Regions from separate parts of the Zea mays genome. Here region 1 is linked to region 2. A link is a contact called in public Hi-C data. All regions are on one chromosome and are shown on one strand. The core of a region is the stretch at or near the end of the contact, and the rest is flanking DNA. Distances in the headings are between cores, read along the strand shown. Region 1 holds the start of LOC100282783. Region 2 holds the start of LOC100382844 (Gamma carbonic anhydrase 2 mitochondrial).

Evidence for each region. Hi-C and Micro-C count contacts between places; a contact is called where the count stands out from the background.
Region 1: a Hi-C map of leaf shows a contact between it and region 2, with 2.9 times the contacts expected there. The contact joins the promoter of LOC100282783 here to the promoter of LOC100382844 in region 2. A contact is called at or near these places in 4 of 25 Hi-C or Micro-C datasets (ear and leaf).

The regions. Positions count from the first base shown.
Region 1 is chr7:179,110,224-179,114,799 of Zm-B73-REFERENCE-NAM-5.0, reverse strand. It overlaps LOC100282783, which reads left to right and starts at 2,919. Exons shown (of 9, transcript NM_001155689.2): 1 at 2,919-3,145; 2 at 3,617-3,738; 3 at 3,905-3,986; 4 at 4,366-4,501. The coding sequence starts at 3,065. It overlaps LOC100285884, which reads right to left and starts at 2,800. Exons shown (of 4, transcript NM_001158774.1): 1 at 2,620-2,800; 2 at 1,487-1,679; 3 at 830-869; 4 at 1-283. The coding sequence starts at 1,669. The coding sequence ends at 222.
Region 2 is chr7:178,950,920-178,955,082 of Zm-B73-REFERENCE-NAM-5.0, reverse strand. LOC100382844 (Gamma carbonic anhydrase 2 mitochondrial) reads left to right here and starts at 1,614. Exons shown (of 5, transcript NM_001175541.1): 1 at 1,614-1,840; 2 at 2,623-2,766; 3 at 3,855-3,980; 4 at 4,084-4,163. The coding sequence starts at 1,726.

The DNA of each region.
Region 1 (4,576 bases), core at 1,670-4,169, 160 kb before region 2:
AGACACCAGTAGGTACAAGAAGCACGGCATCAGTTGGAGCGTCAAATCAAAGCTTAATATCATCCACAACGGTTGTTTGGGATCTCACATAAAAGATTTTCTTTTTCCTCCCAAAGGGACAAGCAAGCCACATCCCAGATTCTAGAAGAACCAGCATAGAGCGACGGTCCACTCCAAGAACGCGCAGTGGTCCCTTTGTAGAAATGATGGACTAATCTTTATCATGATGATGACATGAAATCCTCCGGCCTAGCGATGAAAACTTCCTCAAACTCACCGTCATCTGGTGAAGGAACAGAAATTACAGTCAGGAACTATCAGACCGAAAATGAAATAGCTATAGAAAGGGTAACCCACGGCGGAACAAGGAAAGCAAGAAGCTGCATTGAGTAGGTTGAGTTTTTAGAAAAGGACTAGCATCATGCATTCACTTTATTTAGAATAGGGACAACCTGCTGTTATGCTATGATAAACCACTTTGCAATCATAGATTCTTCTTAGCTTATTATTAACATAGAAATGAGGGAAAATGTGTAAATTTCTGCTAGAGAAAGAATGGCATCAGCAATAATATGGTTTGGTAGGTCAAACCCGCAGTCCAGAAGACAGATCAAGCTGCTGACTAGTGAATGATGACCTAAGACATAATATAAGGTATTTTCTACAAATGTAAACAGTTGCTGGGCAATAATCATAACCATCGAGTGGTATACTAAGAGTAAGCAAAAAAGAAAAGAAACATTAATAATGCAAAAGGCACTACCTGAAAGATAAGGAAAATAAAAAGTAGGCAAAAACCCATTAACAATTCAGCAAGTGAGCACGATACCTTTTCTTAGTGCCAATGCAACAATGGAATCGTTATCCACCTGAACAAGTATAAAAAAAGAAAATATCACGCAACTGGTAAAATGCAATAAACAAGCTGTGGGTTTAATCTTCAAAGAAAACCGATATGCTAAGGCTACACAAACTAAACTTAATGTGACTGAAAAAATAAATATCTGCATTAGCAAGCAGACTTCACTTATAGATGTTCTATGAGAATAATGAGACTGCACATTAGGCTAAGACCCCGTTTGTTTCCCTTCATTTTGAGGAATTAGAATCTAACTAATGGAATAGACTACTTTTTAGAATGTGATATTCCACAACTTTCTAAAGTTGATACATAAGCCTGTCTTAAATTCATGGAGTGAAAGATGAAAATTGATTTTATAGATTTGCATGCTACTTTTCCAATGTACAACTTATAGCACACTCTTCTACTTACTTCTCTATAGCATAAGTGTAGTGTATAACTATCTCATATGATTTAGGATAATATACAAATATATTACATATACAAATATATTAACTTAATTAGTTCGTGTCTAAATTATGATTATTAGAATCGAATTCAATTCCAACGAAACAAACGGGGCCTAAACAGAATCATCTTAGGAATAATATGTAAAGAAGCAGAAGCAGCTAGATGTAGGGGTACCTTTTGATCTGCCAAAGTCTTTGAGTCTTCAAGCACATCACTGCTAGGCCACAAGACCAACTGCTGACTACTAGGAGGTTGATCTATCAGCGAGTGCAACTTCTGTTTGATGCTCAAAGCTGTCTCTGTTGGTTCACATTGAATGAAGTAGGTACTCTTGTTGCGCTTCACTCGGATATACATGTTTGCAAGCCTGCACCGCACGGGATGCCTAAAAGTCATCAGTACACAGATAAGACGGAACCAGCAACAATAGGAAATATCTCTGCTTCCCTGAAACAATATTCGCTACTCCAGGAGCTGGAAAGTAGTAGCACTATAGTGATAAGCGTACTATATCTTAGGTGCTGTTTGATTCACCTATTTATTTGTAACGTGAACGGTAATAGATAACATTAAAAAACCATGTTTGTTTAAGTCCGTAATAACACTAGAAACTAATACCGTCTTATTCAAACTTGTTACAGCCGGTAATCGAACGTGAATCATTACAATTACCATTTATGTTACATTTCGTGAACCAAACCACACCTTAGTAACTAATACCCTAAAAATTGCTGAGGGCAATGAAAGCCAATGGTTGCATTGGACATGGATTATGTAAAAGGGCTAGGTAGGTGTTTGGTTTAAGAAATGAGCTAGTCCATCATCTTCTCACTCCTCACTATTTTTGTTTGGTTTGTGGAATGGAATGAGTTGATCCATCACCACCTCATTCCTCATAGTTAATTAGTTAGTACTAATATGAAGAATAGGGTCATCCCACCAAATTTGAGGAATAAACCCATGATGCACCACCTCAATTTGGATGTAGTGATTCCTTAAACCAAACACCCCCTAAATGAGCGGATCAATCATGCATACAAACACCCAGTACGCTAGAAAAAGGTACAAATAAATAACCATAGTGAAAACACAATAGAACAAACATAACAGGCACCGTGAACTGCCCTAAAATCATCAAATTATACTCGATCCCCAATGGTTCTTGAAGCAAAGTGACTACACAATACTCCGTAACGGGGAAGACCTATGCGCAAGAACTGCCCGCGGAGACCCCAGCTACTCTCGTACACCAACGAACGGAACACACAACAGTTGGTCAGATCTGCGAGCCGGGAAATGAGACGCACCCAGCGGATCGTCGATCTGTATTCCCCTGTGGTGGGACGCCGGTCGGAGGAGCCGACGGCGGACGCGCGCGTTGACGAGCTAGACGCCGAGGAGCCGGGAGACGGAGACGAGCCGCGGCGGATGGCTGGAAGCGAGGCCGAGGGTGGGGGAGAAGGGAAAGGATGCTGCGCTATTCAGCGCATTGGGCTATTGGGCCTGTCATTGTGCTTAGGAATTCCTTGTGCTTACCTTCGCTACAAATAATCAAAGTGGGCCGGCCCAGTACTCAGTCTCGGCTTCTTCGTTTTCCTTCGCCCGACGCGGCCGCCGCCGTTCCCGCTCGGTCCCGGGGTTCCGTAGGGGCAGGCGTCCTATCTTGCCCTAGTGGTTACCTTCCAGGGGCACCGCGTGCTGGTGGAGGTCTCCAACGGTAGTGTCCGTGGAAGACAGTTACTCGGCGCCGTCATGGCGGCGGCCGGTGGCGGAAGGGAAGCCACCACATCCGGCTGTGGTCTCAAGCGCCGCTACGCACCACACGACCAGGAGGTTCGCATTCTTCCTTTTCTTCTTGTGACACTGCTGCTTCTAGTATTTGCTCGCCTGCTATCAACGCATCACGCATGAATGTTTGTTGTACTAGAAATGTTAGTCTGACTGATGCTACACACTGCGCATGACGTTGCGTTCGACTTGCTAGTGGGGAGAGGAGTCCATCATAACATTTAGAAGTAAAAATTGAATATCAAGGGATTTTCTCCCCCTCAATCCTCTCCAATTCCCTTGTCACCAAACCAGCCCTTAGAAGTACAAATGACCTTCTCCGCAATATCAAAAACCCACAAGTAACTGGTCCACTAACTGGAAATCCGTCGCAAATTGAATTGAGGGGTTGCAAGTAACAACATAATGCGGCAATTGTCAACCAATAGAGCTGAGTTGACGACACATTGGGGTAGCGAAGAAATTTTGTACTACTGAATCACGGACTGTTTTCCATCCATGATATAATACACACAGGAGGAGACGATGAATCAAGATCAGCCTTCTAAGGAAGATCGGTGTGGGCGAATTTGGAGTGGGATCGACTTGCTCAAGGACGTCACTGAAAACAAGCATGTCCTACCTACTGGACTTGAAGGGTACTTCTACCTTGAACATATACATACTCATGCCTTCTCTGTTCAGTCTTCATCTCATATTTGCTATGTTAACACCCTCGTTTATATTACTTTTTGTGATTAATATGATCCTAGTATCATTTGTGACCTTTCATTTTTTTGAAGCATGTGGTCTTTCAATTGACAGCATTGACAGACTTCTTGGGGGCGGGCTGCGCCAAGGTCAGCTCACAGAGGTTACTGGACCATCATCTTCTGGTAAAACACAGGTGAGAAGATGAGTTATCTTTTTATACACACTTAAAATGCTCATGGTTACGGCAACGACTGCTATGCAAGCAGTGCTTCTGTGCAAGCGTGCAAGCAAACCATCTGATCCATTAGATCGTGATCCAACCGTAAGTCACATTTAACACTTAAACCCTTCCACCACCAGCTCAATAATCTTTATAAAAAAACCCCTAACAAACCAGTGGTTGTATCTGTGGTTGGATCGTAATCTAATGGATCAGATGGTTTGCTTGCACGTTTGCACAGAAGCACTGTTTGCATAGCAGTCGTTGCCCATGGTTACTGCTTGGAATGATTTTGTTGGAACTATTATGGGCTAAATCATAGTCATGCTCTTACATATATACCATTTTTCAGGTTTGTCTACATTCTGCTTCACATGCTCCAGTGAAGCATACGGGTGTGGTTATGTACTTGGATACTAGTAATTCTTTCTCTCCTAGTCGTATTGCCACCATAATTGATGGAACTAACGACCTATCTGATCAAAAAGGTAGACAATCAACCATATGTCTAGCCTACTCTTGCCTTTTGTCATTCTTTGAGTTCTCATAATTTATTTCAATTC
Region 2 (4,163 bases), core at 365-2,864:
CCATCTGGCTAGCTCCGCCAGATAGGCAATGATGGCGCCCCGCATACTCTGTGACGACGACGGCTCTCAGCCCCCTTATGGAAGCAAGAGGACGTCAGCAGGGACCCAACCGCTCCGACAGCTGTCCCTCCGCCAGGCTCCATCGCTCCTCCGATGGCCACAACATCACACCAGCTGGGTGCCAAAATCTCTCCGGCTGCCACGACGGCATGTACTTAGGGCGCTAGCTCTCCTCCGCTAGACACGTAGCACTCTGCTACACCCCCCATTGTACACCTGGATCCTCTCCTTACGTCTATAAAAGGAAGGACCAGGGCCCTCTTAGAGAGGGTTGGCCACGCGAGGACGAGACAGGCGCTCGCTTGGAGCCGCTCGCTTCCCTCTCCCGCGTGGACGCTTGTAACCCCCTACTGCAAGCGCACCCGACCTGGGCGCGGGACGAACACGAAGGCTGCGGGATTCCCACCTCTCTCACGCCGGTCTCCGGCCGCCTCGCTCTCCCCCCTTCGCGCTCGCCCTCGCTCGACCCATCTGGGCTGGGGCACGCGGCGACACTCACTCGTCGGCCCAGGGACCCCCCGGTCTCGAAACGCCGACACTTGTGTTATTGCTCTTCCTTGTCTAAGCACTCTTGCTTTATTCTCATAGACTTATTAGTAGTATTGATTTATCAATTCCGCATTATTTGAAAGCAATACTCTTTACAAGCAAGGATTTAGTTTTTATACTCCGATAATTGTATATCTTGTTCTAACCACTAATCAAGGGATCTAGTTGGGGGATAAAATTTTAATTTTCAGGTTTCGCCTATCCACCCCCCTCTAGGCGACTTTCACTTAGGCCTAGTCCCGATAGGCCATGAGTGCGCCACAGACCAGAGGGTGCACGTGCCATAAATGTGCCGTAGTCTGAGAGGTTCGTAGGTCATGAGTGCTCTGTGGCCCGAGGGGTTCTTAGGTCTTAAGTGGAAGACGGTCCGACGCCTCCGTTGTAGCTCGTCGCCAGGCACAGTTAATGCGACCGGTCATTTATGACGGGTCGGTCTTAGGTCAGGCGCGAGATCCACTCGAGTGGTTTCTCTTCGGCACGCCTTGCCCCAGTTAGGTTCCGCCACACCTGACTGTAGGCTCGGTGCCGTGGGGTTCGTCCGGGGACGAGCACCTCCAGGATAGCCGTTACCTATTTTCTTCGGCTGACCAGTGGGCCCAGTTGCTAGAGGTTTTTTCTTAGTGCGCTTGCTGACCGATGGGCCCCAAAGACCGATGATCTCTTTCTCGACACTTGCTATCCAACACTATTTACTCTCTAGATTGGCAACTCGATAGCAATTTTCTAAACACACTTATCATTGATTTCTTTACACCTACATGTTTATTTTTTTCCCTTTTCTAGCACAGCGAAGTACCAGGTCCGACATGCTATTTTTTTCATTAACTATTGTCAGTAACTATTGGAGTTGCTTTTAATTAGATCCTGGCCGGAGAGCAAACAAAACAGCCCAACATTTCAAGGCCCAGGTCCATCGACCGCCTGGCCTCCTCTCCCTACCCCTACGGGTCCTGTGGCCACTGCCTCTTGCCGCAGGCAGCCCTCTTCTCTCTCTTCCGCCGTCTCGCCTCCTCACGCCATTAAACCCCACCCGCGCGCGCGGCGGCCGGCGGCGAGCCCTCACCCATCCGAGCAAGCCGTGGAGGAAGCGAGCGCGCGAAAGTATCAGGAGGAGGCATGGGTACCCTGGGGCGCGCGATCTTCACGGTGGGCAAGTGGATCCGGGGCACGGGGCAGGCCATGGACCGCCTCGGATCCACCATCCAGGGCGGCCTCCGCGTCGAGGAACAGGGTAAACATGCGCCTTCTCCCGCTCCATTCTTCTCCCCTGCTCCTCCGCCTCCTCGCCCCCACCTTGTGGCTGCTTCTTACTCGCAAAAGGGTGGAATCGGGTCCTCGTGTAATCATTTTTATGCGTCGTGGAGGTACATGTATGCCATCTATCAGTTCGTTGTGTTCGCCTTTTAGGACCTGCTAGTGCCAGATCAGGTTGAATCAGTGGCGTCCGCGCTCCTTGTTGTCCTCACACTTGGGGATGTGCCCAAAGTTTAATAAAGCCGAAATAGCATTCGTGCAAAGATGGATTAGATATGTATATTGATAATGTGGTTTGATTATTTGAATAATGCTTATATGAGCTGTCCTTTACACTAGCTACTATGCCCCCCCCCCCCCCCCCCCCCCCCCCCCCCCCCTTATACGTTGCCTTTGTTTCTAGTGTGGACGTGTGGTCACGCAATCATGAAATGTTCCCATTGTAGTTAGCAGTTTTTCCTGTGGAAGTCATTTGCAACAAGCATTGGTTAATATGTCCAACTGACATTCCTGTTTCAAGCGAACTTATATGCTATTCTCTCTTCCCTAGCATCATAATAATGGTATTTCTTCTTGGCATCACTATGCTCCAACTGTTGGATTATCAGGGATCTGCATGATTTTGGCACCATGATGCATTTTATTTTAATTCATATTAGTTGATGTGTATGTATGATGCATTTTAATTCATGCATTTATGACTCCTGTGATTTGCAAAAATATTAGTTGCTGACTAGTTGGCTTGAATGCTGTTTTCAGTTTCAAGGCATCGTACAATCATGAATATTTTTGAGAAAGAGCCAAGGATCCATAGAGATGTGTTTGTTGCTCCCAGTGCAGCAGTCATTGGGGATGTTGAGATTGGTCATGGATCGTCAATCTGGTACGGATCCATATTGAGAGGTAAACCCTTGAACAGTATGCTTTTTACATGTTAGATGTTCTCTGAGCTGCAATGCTTGTAGTCATAATGGTTTTATTCGGTGTGTTTCATTTCGTGGTCTTGGTCATGAACGCAGAACGGTTCAGTAGAATACTATGTTGCACTCAGTATATCTGACGTACCAATGAAACTAAGCAGTGGGAAACATTTAGTGCATGTTTGGCATAGCTCTGCTCCACTGCACAGCAGCTTTGCTCCAAAACTCTGGGTGGAGCAGCTCTGCTCTGTAGTTTAGGTTGCTTTCTCATAACTAGTGGCAGCGGCAGGTAAATACCTTCAAACTCCAAAAAATTGTACGGCGGCTCTCAAACCTCCATGGAGTGTACAACTTTGAAGTTGGGGTGTTTGGCTGGCTCTAGTCAGCTCTTCCTTGGAGTTTTGCTCCGGAGCAATGCCAAACACCCCCTTAGTTTAGAGTACTTATTTGTCGGCTGTGGGACACTATCATACATACTGGTGAACTGCTGTTAGATTTCCAAATATATAAACATTTCTAAGGAATAAGGGTGCTCGGGAATAATCATTTGGTTCATTATAGTAGCCACCAATTTTTGTGTCAGTATCAAGTTTATGAGGCTTAGACCCTGTTGCATCACCACAATATGTTACTGAGAAGTTAATATTCCATCCAAGAGAGAAGATGTTAAAAGTATGCTTGTTTATCACTTTGGCTTGTACATCTAAAAATAACTGCCATATTCAAACCCAAACCATAGTGATTGACATTCAAATACTAAGAGTATACCATGCGAACCTACACAAATTTAAGGCAATCTCAAAATCTACAGCTTGTAAGCATTTATTATTGAAGCATCACATACTTTCATTTTTGGATGGGCATCAGCAAGACAGCAACTTTGTCAGAGAACAGGATTTGTTAATTGTTAAATACGTCTGAGACTGGGTTATTATGTGATTGACATTTTCTATAATTACTAGTCAATATGGTGAGAATACAACATGGTTTTTGTGCCTGTAGGATAATTTTCTATCTGAAATCAATTTCTGTGCATGTAAAATTTTGCTTGCTTTTTATTCTTGTCTTCAGGTGATGTCAACAGCATTCATATTGGATCTGGTACTAATATACAAGACAATTCCCTTGTACATGTTTCAAAAGCTAACATTAGCGGGAAGGTCCTCCCAACCATAATTGGAAGCAACGTGACAGTGGGTCAGTAAATAACCTTTTAGTATATTCCTGCTAAATGTGGAGCTTCATTTAGCCTGGATGATCGACCAAATTTATACAACTGATCGAACTGTATTTCTTACAGGTCACAGTGCTGTATTACATGCATGTACCATTGAGGATGAAGCTTTTGTTGGTATGGGTGCCACTCTGCTTGATGGAGTG